Linked DNA regions of Mus musculus: region 2 is linked to region 1. The links are chromatin contacts, called in public HiCAR-type maps. All regions are on one chromosome and are shown on one strand. The core of a region is the stretch at or near the end of the contact, and the rest is flanking DNA. Distances in the headings are between cores, read along the strand shown.

Region 1 (6,336 bases), core at 3,507-6,006:
TAAATAAATAAATCTTTAAAAAAATAAAAGTGGGGAAAAGATGCCAAGCTTTCAAAATAAAGTTGAGACAGCCATAGTCACTAATAAAGCATCATTTCAACACATTCAACTCACTAGAAAAATATTTAAAATAACAAGCCTGGAAAACAGAAAAGAAGACAAAACTACAAAATAGCATATAAGCAATTTCATAATCACAGTGGAATATTTCTAGCAAAAATAGTAAGCAATAAGGTGGACTGAAAAAATAGATAATTCAATTCAAGCAATATAACATTTGATTCAACAATCATAAATGTGATATTGCACCTAGGAATTGCAAAATGCACATTTTTTTCAGACATACTCAGCATATTTACAAAATCATCCACACCTCAGGAAAATAAAAAGTCCTCAACAAATATCCAATGATCTAAATCACTTATATGCCCAAAATACAATTAAGCTAGAAATCAATATAGATAATAGTAACAGACAACTACAGAAAACCCCAAATACTTTGAAATTTAAAATTAAAAGTGTTAAGAAACATATAAACTATGAGATTTTTGAAAAGCATTGGGGACAGAGAGATGGCCTAATAGTTAAGAGCACTTGCTGCTCTTACAGAAGACTAGGGTTTTGTTCTCAGCTCCACACCAGATGGCTCAGAACACGTCTAACTCTAGCTCCAAGGGATCCGGTGCCGTCTTCTAGCCTCTGAGGACACTTTCATGCACACACATGAATATACACTAAATAAGGTAAAATTAAAAGCCCAATGTGTGGCATATTGTACAACCCTCCAATTTATTTCTTCAACATTTTTTTTTTTTCAGGAAAGGAAGTGCATGCCTACCACTGTGATTATGTGTGAGGTTAGAAGACAGTTTTTCTCCTTCCACCACATGGGTCCAAGGAGACTGAAGTCGGTCCTCAGGCTTGGCGGCAAGTACTGTGTGTATCCACTGAGCCACCTCCCTGGCTTGCCCCCTTACTTTTTGAATCATGGTTTCTCACTGAACCTGGAGCTCAATGGCTGGACAAAACTACCTCAGCAGCTAGTGAGCACCAGGGATTCTCCGTGTGCACCCTCCGTGGCCACTGTACTTGACTTTTATATGGGTTATAGAATCGGAGATTCATCCCTTTATGTTTGTACAGTAAGCCATCTCCTCCAGACACCCCATTACTTTAAAAGAAAGAAAGGAAACAAACAAAACCACACAACCAAGATGATAATTTAAAGATAAAAACTTCCTAAACCTGTTAAAGGTATCAAAAAACAAAAAGCAACTATAACACTTTAAAGTATAAGGCTAAAAGTTTTCCTTTCCTGATTATGAAGAAAATATGTGTGCCCACCTTTCCTGTTCTTAGTTATGCCCTCAGGGCCTTGACACAGTAGAGAGATAAAAACAAAAGAGATACAAATATTAGAAAGAACGGACCAAAACTCGTTACTCACAGATGTAACAACATTAGCGACTGAGTCAGTTCTCTAGGCGAACTCATGTACAAGGTGATACTGACTAGGACTTGTCAAAAACCATTTTCTGTAACTGCCAAACACTAAAAAACAATCCCCAAATATTCAACAATTGTAGACTAGGTGTATTAACATTAACATATTTATTTTACAGGTGACAACCACTGTTACAGACAATAGTTGGATAACGCAATTGTGGTAACGCACATCTGCAATGCTAGCAGTAAAGAGACAGCTTCATCAAGAGAGACCCTATCTCAAATAGGCAAAACAATACCAAGTGAAAGGTCACAGGAGGGCTGGCAAGATGGCTCAGTGTGCAAAAGCATTTGACACAGAGCCCCATGACCGGAGTTTGGTTCCGGGGCCACATGGTGAAGGGGAGAACCAACTCCCAAAAACTTATCTTTGCCCTCCATACACAGCGGCAGACTCACACCCCTCCTACACCAAAATAAATAGATAAAATATCATTTTTAAAGGCCACGGATAGTATCCCTTTGAAATTTTTATATGAAATTTACAAATGGAAAAAATTATTTTCATTTAAAACATGGGTAATGAAGACAAAAGTATTACTGTCAAAAGTAACGACAGTGACTACGTAGAGAATCAGAGGAAGCTGTAACTTAATTACACTGTAGGATAGTCCACGTTTTTCTTTTTCTTTTTTAAATTCAGTGATAGTCTATATTACAAGATATTTGAACCTGTTTCCAGTCTGGATGGAAGAGAGACACACCCTTAGTACTTACTTTTAATTCCAAACAATGAAGGTAAAGTTAGTTTGTAGACGGAAGCACCCATGTTTGAAAGTGATGTCTAATTGAGTGGCAGACAAAGTGTCAAATGCAAGAAAGACTTGACAGAATATGCCCAACTCTCACAAGAATAGAGGGGAAAGGAAAGCAGCTACTTAAGGGGGAGACAGCGAAAACAGGAAGGAGAAAGTACAGTACAGGAGTACAGTAGTCCTGAGAGCTACACAGTAGAGTTGAGAGGGAAGTAGAGCAGCACAGAGAGCGAGAAGGAGCAGTTGTACACAGACAGGTTGCAGAGAGCGAGCAAGTTAGACACAGGTAGAGACAAAACAAGAGGAGTCAGAAGATTAGAAAGATTGTTAACGTTAATGTAAGGCCAAGCAGAGCAACTCAGGAGTGCCCAAGAGAGAATAGCCATATTGAATCAGTCATCTTGGAGAGGAGTTTGAGCAGAACAGCTGAGTTGAACCAGCCAGCCAGCGTTCAGAAAGACTAAGAAAAGGGTGAGCTGATTCAGCAGTCAGTCTCAGAGGCTGAAAACATTCTAGGCCTAGACTAGATTGTACAGAGGCCAGGAACCTCCAGGACCTAGCTTAGCCAAAGAAGTATTACATCAAGCAAATGAAAGATTTTTTTTTACAAGAATATTGAAATAATTTTTACCAATTTTTTTATTCAGTAACCTTGTTATATGTATAAATGCATACATACACATATATAAATGCCTTTTTTTATTTTAAAAGAGAGTGACTAAAAATCTCAAGTGTATTAATTTTATATGTGGCCAAAATTTAAGTAAGTTAATGCAAAAGCAAGATACTTCAGTAGCTGACTTAGAGAAATCCAAACTGGCTAACTGTTATTATCACTGGCATGAAATACAGTTTGGAGGTCACTTAACCCATATCATACGAGTGTTTAACAATCAGGTGCCAACAGTCCACGTAAAAGGGTTAGTGATGAAGAATGTGCTGTGAGGAAACAACTAACCATTCCTATTTCCAGGATGAATGCCTATAATGACGGCAAGCACACATACTTGTGTGCACCTAGTTTAAAAAGGCTATTCACACAGGTAACCTCTATTCAAGGCAAACAAAAACGACTTAATTGATGCTTTGAAAAGTGCTTGTTTCAGGGCTAGGATTATATTATAGCTAAGTAGTAGAAGACTTGCCTAATATGCACAAGGTCCTGGGTTGGACCCTTGCAATTAGGTTGAACCATATGGAGTTGCCAGTATTTGACCATTTTGAAATATGAAAATAGCAATTTTACATGGTTCTACCATGGGAATAACTATACGTTATTTTCTTAATAGCACTAAACTGCAAAGTACCTAGGAATAAATCTATCAAGATATGAAAGTGCAAGGTTGAACAACATTGTAAAAGACACTAAGGAAGATACAGACAGCCGCTCCATGATCATTCTTCAAAAAATTTAGTGTTGGGCCAAGTGTGATGCACATCTTTTAATCCCAGCACTTGGTAGACAGAGGCTAGTCAATCTCTCTGTGTTTGAAGCCAGCCTATTCTACACAGTGAGTTCTGTACACAGTGAGACCGTTTAAAAATAAGAAAAACAAAAAACAGGCCAGGCGTGATGGCACACACCTTTAATCCCAGCACTTGGGAGGCAGAGGCAGGCAGATTTCTGAGTTCGAGGCCAGCCTGGTCTACAGAGTGAGTTCCAGGACAGCCAGGGCTACACAGAGAAACCCTGTCTTGAAAAACAAAAAACAAAAAACAAAACAAAAAAAAAAACACCCTGAAGAGCTGCCTACCTCTGCCTCCTAAGTGCTAGGGTTAAAAGCATGCACTACCATGCCTATCCCCCATTCCTCTAATTATTTAGGCAAATATTTAAGAACAAGTGTTAGGTAATAACAAACTACACATTAGAGAGCAAAACACTAAAATGTGTGCAGGCCACTCATCCACTAAATGAAACATTTCCCAGGAAGGGGGTTATTATATACTAAATATTCTAACTTATTGGTTCTCAACCTGTGGATTATAACCCCTTTGGGGTCAAATGACCCTTTAACAGTGTGGTATATCAGATATCCTGCATATCAGATATTTGAATTATGATTTATAACAGTAACAAAATTAGAGTTTTTAAGTAGTAACAAAATAATTTTATGATGGGGGTGAGTCTCTACAACATGAGGAAGTATATTAAAGATTGAGAAACACTGCTCTAAGTGCTAAAAAGATTTTTATCAGGGGAAGGGGAAAAATCCATATTTTAAAAAGGGTTGGGGGAAAATCCATACTTTTAAAAGGGGTTGGGGGGAGCCAGACTAGAGAGATGGCTCAGCAGTTAAAGGAGTGTGTTGCTTTTGCAGAGGACCTCAGTTCAGTTTCCGACACTGTACTCACCCACCCCAAACACACACACACACACACACACACTTAAAGATAAAAACAAAATAATTTTAAAATGGATGGTGACATCTAGGAAAAGGTACCCCTCAAAGACTCTGCAATCATACATTTCATCACAGAACAGAGTGTGCAAATGACTCATTACCTTTCAAGGTTTCCAGCAAACTTTTGGCTACAAACCAGCATATGGCTTCAAAGAAAGGAAATTTGAAAAGATCTGGTGTTTTTAGTCTTTTTTCCATCTCATAACACCTAAATGAATGAAATTTGAAGAACAGTTAATATTAATGTTAGCATTTTAAAAGTTAAATGAAGGTAATCAACTGAAAACAAGCAGGCCATGATAAATATGGACTGTATATTTACTTAACAATATCACTTTTTGACAAGATCAAACTGTGACCTTACTAAATTTGACAGTCTACCTAAGAATTACATGGGGGCCAGGTGGTGGTAGTGGTGTACATCTTTGATCCCAGCAATCAGAAGGCAGAATCAGGCAAATCTCTGGGTTTGAGGCCAGCCTGGTCTACAGAGTAAGTTCAGGATGGCCAGGACTACACAGAGAAACCCTGTCTCGAAAGAAAAGTTACATTGGATATTGTAAAATATCACTTCATTTCCTGGGATTTGTATCCTAATTTTAACACAGAGATTTTATGATAGTTCCACTAGTAAAACAATGTTGAAAATCAGTTAAAAGTCCATGTGTTGGGCAACACTGCAATATCCACCAACATTCTCTTTAGGCTCTATTAAGCATTCAGGATCAATAAATACCATACTTGGCACTAGTCAAAGTATAAAGATAAGGACCATAGTTTTTACAATATTGGTCTTCTGTTATAGATTCTATAGCATTATAGAAGTAGTCATCTCTGCTCCAGAAATAGCTCAGGTACAAAATGACTGAAACTTATGACTAAAACAACCTACCATGGATTAAAAGCCTTGTATGTGTAGGAGCCATCATCTCTTTTGCTAACTTCAACAGCCAAAACATTAAGGGCTGCCATGTACACACATAGTGGCAGGAGTCACCACATTCGGGGAATCCCAATGATCCATGGCTTCCAAAAGGTACTTCCCCTTTTCTGAGCCATCACTCAGTGTCCATTATGAGGTATTGTTACTGTATGTAATGTGGCTAACAGTATACCCTTTCTGAGTACAGTGAAGGGATAAAGCACAAGGTCAGCTCTCATCAAAAGGTGAAATAACTGCCTATATCAAAATATAAAGGTATTTTGACAGCAATCCTGACTTAAGGATTGTTCTATCTCCACAGGTATACCCAAATCTGACTAATTTAATCATTCTCACAATACTAGTTTATAGACAAAGAAAAGTATATTTTATAAAATTTAAAATGTGGGAGCTATCATCATGTTGAACAAGTTATTAATTTTATTTTACATTTGAAAGGATCCTCTAAAATTCCCATTCCTAATTATTCTTCAAGGCCTATCTCCACAGAATCTCAAAATGTATTGTACTTTTTTTTCGAGACAGGGTTTCTCTGTGTAGCCCTGGCTGTCCTGGAACTTACTCTGTAGACCAGGCTGGCCTCGAACTCAGAAATTCATCTGCTTCTGCCTCCCAAAGGCCGGGATTAAAGGCGTGTAGCACCACGCCCGGCGTATTGTACTTTTTTATGACAAGCATAAATGTTCTAATTAGAAACAAAAGATCCTGTGAGTATGGATGATACAGA
Region 2 (6,791 bases), core at 3,263-5,762, 170 kb after region 1:
CAGCTCTCTAATGCTGATATTCTGAGATGAAAACTATGGCCCCATAGACAAAAGGGATGATTGAAGCTTCAAATGGTCTTGCTACTTTTTGTTGGAAAGGGCACAGAGGTGGGGGAAGGTTCTTTCATTTTAAAAGACTTAAAACATTTCTTCGTTTGTAGATGTGTGTGACTCTATAGGTCAGAAGACAACTTTCGGAGGCCAATTCTCTCCTTCCACCAGTAAGTCCTGGGGAATCAACCTCTACTCTCCAGGCTTGGTGGCAAGCCATCTCACCGGCCTCAAGGTCATTCCTTTTAACCAAGGGCAAAGACAGGCAGTTAAGGGCTGACTAAGGATCCCGGAGAAGCAGGAGCTTCATCCCAAGTCAATGAAACGTTCATAGGGAGAATGGTGACTGAGCGGCAAGGCAGAGACTCAGACTTGGGTAAGCCATGCTCAGGAAGCAATTCCACCTTCGCTGACCACCCTGCCCGGCAGCACAGAGGATGGGGGGCAATTTCAGTGTAAGAGTTTACTGGGTACCAGTATCATCCCCAGACTCAAAGAGAAAAATCTGGAAGGAGAGTGAAGAGGTACTTCTTAAAGTCACAAAGGGGAAGCCAGGTGGTGGTCGCTTACGCCTGCAATCCCAGAACTCAGGCAGATCTCTGAGACCAGGAAAAGTCGAAGCAGCAACAGCACTGAGGAGATGGCTCAGCTACCTGAGTTCAGACCCTAGAATTCATTAAAACAAACAAACAAAAACAAAACAACAAGAAATAACTAGTGCCACAGGCATGTGTCTGTGACCCCAGCACTGGGGAAAGGATCAGAGACAGACGAGAGCTTACCTCAAAAAGCAAGGTAATGGGGCTGGAGAGGTGGCTCCGCAGTTAAAAGTACTGCCTGCCCATGCATAGGACCAGTTCCCAGCACCACCGTGGTGGCTCACAACTGCCAGTGACTCCAACTCCAGAGGATCCAACACCCTGTCCTGGCCTCCTAGCACACAGCACACACACACACACACACACACACACACACACACACACACACATGCAGGCAAAACACCCATACACAAAAAAAGTTTTAAATGCTAAGGTAGAGGACAAGAGAAGACGCTCAGCATACAACTCTGGACTCCACATTCACGTACTAGTTAAGCGCACCTGCACACACATGCACATAGACACCACACCCACCCCACACTAAAAGTAGAAAACTACGACAGAGAGGGGCTAGGATCAGGCAATGCCATATACCCGCACGGTGACGTGGCTACCTCTGCAAAGTCCTGAGCCCAGTGGCAGGTGCAGGGGCCACGGGGAGTTTTCACACACCACCTCACAAGCCTCATGCACTGTACCACCACACCTTGGATGGGAGCCTAGAACCAGAGTAGGCTGGAGGGAAGGCCAGGCCACGTGCTGGGATGGAAAAACACTACGTGTGTGCCTCTCTCCTATCTCTTTGCAACCCTAGCCAACACAGTCATCTTCTCTGGGCTCTCAGCTGCAAGCCTCAGAACCACAAAGCCTGTGGTGCAGACAAACAGTAAATGGGACAGTGGTTTTCTAAAAACTTATTCTAGGAGTAGAAGTCTTTTGTCTGTGTCTTAAGGTTTCTATTGCTATGATAAAACACCATGACCACAAACAAACTGGTGAGGAAAAGGCTAATTTAGCTTACCCGACCTGATCATAGTCCATCATAAAGCAGGTACCTGGAGGCAGGGACTGGAGCAGAGGCCATAGAGGAGTGCAGCTTACTGGCTTGGTCCCCATGACGTGCTCAGCCTTCTCTCTTTTATAATCCAGGACCGCCTGCCCATGTATACATATATGGACATTCTGACGGGGGCTTTCTCTCAATTAAGATTCTATCTTCCCAAATATGTCTAGGTTTGTGTCAAGTTGCCCAAAAATCATTAGCCCAATGAGGCCAGAAGAGGGCACTGGATTCCCTGAAACTACCCCTGTGTAGATTTTTGCTTCTAAAATGCCATTAGTAACATGTAACTAAAGATAAATGCTAGGTTTAACATTAGCACATGCATACCCAGGTAAGGTCTTTGGACCATCTATGTCTACACTAACACTAGTTCTTCACATTTAATCTGATTTACTTAAGATACGTGCTGAAACGAGTTATCTATCTTGCCAGAAATGCTTCAGGAACTACAGTAAGGAAAGAAAGAAAGATTGGGTGGGAGGTAAGTAAGATAGTATCCGAAAGTTCAAAGGGGCAATGTGGGAAGGCGGATCCAATCTGGAAGTCAGTGTACCAGCTAAACAGCTGCTTGTCCTTGGCCATGGTGCCCACTCTCACCTAATTGAGGAAATGCAGGAAGCATTTCCAGAATTATTGTACCAGAAGATACCATCAGGCAGTAAAGCCAGTGGGCCTGGCAGACAGTGTCTAAGATAAGGGCCCTGAAAGGCCCCAACAGGGTAGGCCCATCACCTGAGGCAGAGAAGACAGGGTAGGGGCGTTCAAGAGGAAGACTGTGAAGGGCTGGGGAGGAGACAGCCCAGAAAAAAACAGGCTCCAAAGAGGTTGCTGAGCACTGCTGTGTCCAAGGCTTCCTGCTGCTAGGTAATCTGAGAGCTGAGGACCGGACACTAGTGTGGAGCCATGCAGCCTGACAATGTAGGCAGCCACTGCAGGAGAACTATTGTGAGCAGTGCAGGGACCATCTGCAAGGTTCAGGAACCATGCATGGCCTGCTCCACCTGGCCTTGGCCCTGGAAGAAGAGGGCCGTACTGTCCCAGGGGCCATAGATACCAAGTATACAAGTAAGATGGATTTGACTCTCAGCGTAAGTAAAGGTGGTGGGAGGCTTACAGCACTGGTTCCACGGGGGTTCTTCAATAAATGCTGCTGGAAAACTCAGAAGGAAACTGAAAACTGAAAGAGCTGGGAGCAAAACGAGTTGTTAGAGGGAAGAATGAATTAGGACAAGAAGGAAGGGATGCGTACAGCCATCACAGCACGATGTGAACTAACAGTCCAATTCTGTATGAGCAAGGAAAGCAATGTCAGCCTGTGGTCTGCACACAGCCATGCACGTACACACATGCGTGTGCGCGCGCACACACACACACGCTCACATAAGCACACATACACACTCTCACATAAACACACATACACACATGCATACATACACACATGCAGATAAATACACACACATGCATATAAACACAAACACATGCACACACACATTCAGACACATACACACATGCATATAAACATACATACACACACACATGTGCAAATACACATGAACCTAGGAGCTGCGGTCACTAAATGTACAAATGAGCATAATATACCCACACAAACCCAAAGATTAAAAAGAAACGTAATGGACCATATAGAGACTGCCACACCCGGGGATCCATCCCATAATCAGCCCCCAAACGCTGACACCATTGCATACACCAGCAAGATTTTGCTGAAAGGACCCTGATATAGCTGTCTCTTGTGAGGCTATGCCGGTGCCTAGCAAACACAGAAGTGGATGCTCACAGTCAGCTATTGGATGGATCACAGGGCCCCCAATGGAGGAGCTAGAGAAAGTACCCAAGGAGCTAAATAGGTCTGCAACCCTATAAGTGGAACAACAATATGAACTAACCAGTACCCCCAGAGCTCATGTCTCTAGCTGCATATGTAGCAGAAGATGGCCTAGTCGGCCATCATTGGGAAAAGAGGCCCCTTGGTCTTGCAAACTTTATATGCCTCAGTACAGGGGAATGCCAGGGCCAAGAAGTGGGAGTGGGTGGGTAGGGGAGTGGAGGGGAAGGGTACAGGGGATTTTTGGGATAGTATTTGAAATGTAAATGAAGAAAATACCTAATTAAAAATAATATCTAGAGTGGTCTTTAAGCAGAGGAAAAAAAAAAACAAAACAAGAACTAAATCAATAAACAAGAACAGACATACCAAAAAAAAAAAAAAAAAAAAAAGAAAGAAAGAAACGTAAATACTCTATAACAATGTTAAGAAGGCTTTTTTTAAAAAAGACCTGCGCTAGAGAGATGGCTCAGTAGTTAAGAGCACTGCCTGCTCTTCCAGAGGTTCTGAGTTCAATTTCCAGCAACCACATGGTGGCTCACAACCACCTGTAATGAGATCTGATGCCCTTTTCTGGTGAAGACAGCAACAGTGTACTTATATATAATAAATACATCTTTTTTAAAAATTTTTTAAAAAGTCCTGGGAAAAGGTATTCACCAGTGTCAAATACAAGAAAAAGATTTTAAAAACCAAACAGTAAGGCCATGGTGGTGCATGCCTTTAATCCCAGCACTCAGGAGGCAGAGGTAGCCAGATCTCTGAGTTCAAGCCTAGCCTGGACTACAGAGTAAGTTCCAAGACAGCCAGGGCTACATAGAGAAACCCTGCCTCAAGTGGAAAAATAAAAAGAAATAAGGGGTGGGGCTCCCAAACTCAAGCTACACAAGCTGTTCCTGTGGGTGGTAAGAGGATATGATGTCCTCTTTGGTAAAAGGAGGCGCATGCTGCTGCTGATGTCACTGATGACTGAGGCAGAGTGGCAGGCGCAGAGCAAGCCAGTCCTGGCAAACATGGTTACCTAGTTCAGCTGCTGAGGGGAAAGTTGCGGGTAGAGCCAGGAAGGCAACAGGAAAGAAAAACAGGATGTTAGTCAGAAAAACTAGTCAGTACAAGTGAAGGTTTTTGCAGCTAGGCGTGGTGGCTCGTATGTGTCACCCCACACTCAAGAGGCAAAGGCAGAAGGGTCATCGTTAATTCCACACCACCCAGGGTTACCAGGAGAGCACCCGTTTAGCAAGCACAGAGGCCCTGGGTACCAGCTGCAGCACCAGGAAGATGACTCGCCACGCTCTGGTCCTTCAACCTAGCTGTCAAGAAGGGGTTTTCTTTCTTTTCCTAAGTTCTGATTTAAGGAATATGTAACTACTATTGTTAAATTCCAGGACAGACACACTTAAGGGCAAAATGTTTCCCATCCAGTCATTCTTTATTTCAGTGTGTGAAAGCCTCCTACGATTTTCCCCCAAATTAATTTTTAATCCATTTTCAAACCAGCCTTTACTGTGGCCTTTTCTGCTATTTTTGATATATGTTAGCACGTGTGCATAGGTGTGTGGGTACATGATCACATGAAGACCAGGGGTCAACACTGGCTATCTTCCTCTATCACACCCCCTCCCCCTTTTAAGTAGTATCCATGTGTGTTTGTGTTTTGCCTAAGTGTACCGTGTGCATGTAGTACCTGTGAAGGTCAGAAGTGGGTGCTGTATCTCTTGACTCTGGAGGTATGCAGATGGTTGTGACTGTCATGTGGGTTCTGGGAACTGAATCTGGGTCCTCTGGGAGAGCAGCTAGTACTCTAAAGCCACAGAGCCACCTCTCCAGCCCGTCACTGTCTTCTGAGACAGGCTCTCTTCCTGAACCTCAGCACTCTAGCTCAGCCAGACCTGTTTCCAATGTCTCCTGAGCACTGGAACTGTGTGCCGCTGCACCCAGATGTGTACACGGGGACTGAGAGTCCAAACTCAGGTATTCATGCTTTCAAAGCAAGCACTTCACCCACCCAGCCAGCTCGCCAGCTCTGACCCTTCCTTCCAGGCAAACATTTAATAAGAAAATGAGGCAAATGCCTAGGCGTTTGTTAAAGCCACTTCCTTCCCAGGTGGGCAGAAGTAGATGGAGAACGTACTCAGATTCAGAGAGAAAAACATCGTTTCATCCTGTTCTGAGTGTTTACAGCTCCATTTCAGGCAGAGCCTGGAGAGCCACGGAGAAGGGGGTAGGTGCTCAAGACTAACCTGGAAAAGGCGGCACGGGCTGATATGAGAACATGAAGATGAACCCACTGAGGAGGACGAACCTCTGAGCCACATGCGACAGAGGCTTCATCTGCAGGCACCACTGAGCAGTCTGCCTCAGAGGGAGAGAGGGGGTGCTCCCTCTAATGGGAATGAGGCCCCCCAGGACCTAGGGCAGGGGAGCAGCTCCACCTGGCAAGGCTGTGGGCTGTCTGCTTCCAGTGACAAGTGCTGGGGAACTCAAGGCACCGCTGTACTTAACTGTGGGGCTGGGCTGGGAGTGCAGGGCATTGGGAGACACACTGGGCATGTGCAGGACCCAGAGTCCACCCCAGCACCACACAGAAAGGGAAAGTGAGAGGCAATGTCAAGCTTAAGCAGGGACTAAGTAACCAAACAACCGCTGGACGTTTATTACAAAAGCGGGGGTTTGTTTCCCCTACCTTCCTATGTTTTGTGTTTTCCCTTTATGTCAGTGACTGAACAGGAAAATGGTCAGAAATCTGTAGTATTCCTGCAAGTTCATCAATACATACCTTGGAGCATAAAGCAAGAGGTGGAAGAATATTTCCTAACCCAACGTGAATTAGGTATCCCTCAAAATTGTACATTTTCCTCCTAGTTTACATAATTTAAAATGTATGTACAGAATGACCTTAAAGTATTGATTCTTATAGAATTCATAGTCTTGAAGACATACACACTACAATCTTCTAAAGGGCAGGCCTCAGGCCCTAACAATCCACTAACATGATTCAATACATACACTTCATACCCCCAGAACAAAGAGCCTTTGTCTTTCCATCTTCTGCTGAGGGAACTTCAGGAACCTGGCTGCGGCTGTGACAGAGACCAATCTTCCAACAATAAGGCTACATAGAACAGCTTCTCAGAGGGTCTTGTCGTTCCCAGACTGTGAACGTGGGTTTGAAAGCTCCATACTGGAATGTCTGAAATATAATAGTCCACAAACAGAAGACTGCTCCTAGGAGTCA

The links. HiCAR-type assays count read pairs that join an accessible place to other places.
Region 2: a HiCAR-type map of Th2 cells shows a contact between it and region 1, with 5 times the contacts expected there. The contact joins two enhancer-like sites. A contact is called at or near these places in 3 of 15 datasets of contacts at CTCF or cohesin (the NIH/3T3 cell line and large pre-B cells), 13 of 484 Hi-C or Micro-C datasets (the HPC-5 cell line, bone marrow-derived macrophages, cerebellar granule neurons and 9 more), 6 of 115 datasets of contacts at active chromatin or transcription factors (CD8 T cells, Th2 cells, bone marrow-derived dendritic cells and 3 more) and 3 of 9 other capture datasets (adipose tissue, liver and pancreatic islet).

Annotation. Positions count from the first base shown.
Region 1 is chr6:39,160,330-39,166,665 of GRCm38.p6, forward strand. Kdm7a (lysine (K)-specific demethylase 7A) reads right to left here. Exons shown (of 20, transcript NM_001033430.4): 9 at 4,768-4,874. Among named protein-coding and RNA genes, the nearest start is that of Kdm7a, 43 kb to the right of the region's middle. Within about 2 kb of position 4,757, at least 5 of the 459 cell types and tissues checked have an H3K27ac peak or open chromatin away from gene starts, as enhancers often do. A contact at or near this core is called in Th2 cells, where this site is marked.
Region 2 is chr6:39,329,804-39,336,594 of GRCm38.p6, forward strand. Slc37a3 (solute carrier family 37 (glycerol-3-phosphate transporter), member 3) reads right to left here. Exons shown (of 15, transcript NM_028123.3): 15 at 4,967-6,791. Among named protein-coding and RNA genes, the nearest start is that of Gm26008, 34 kb to the left of the region's middle. Within about 2 kb of position 4,513, at least 82 of the 459 cell types and tissues checked have an H3K27ac peak or open chromatin away from gene starts, as enhancers often do. A contact at or near this core is called in Th2 cells, where this site is marked.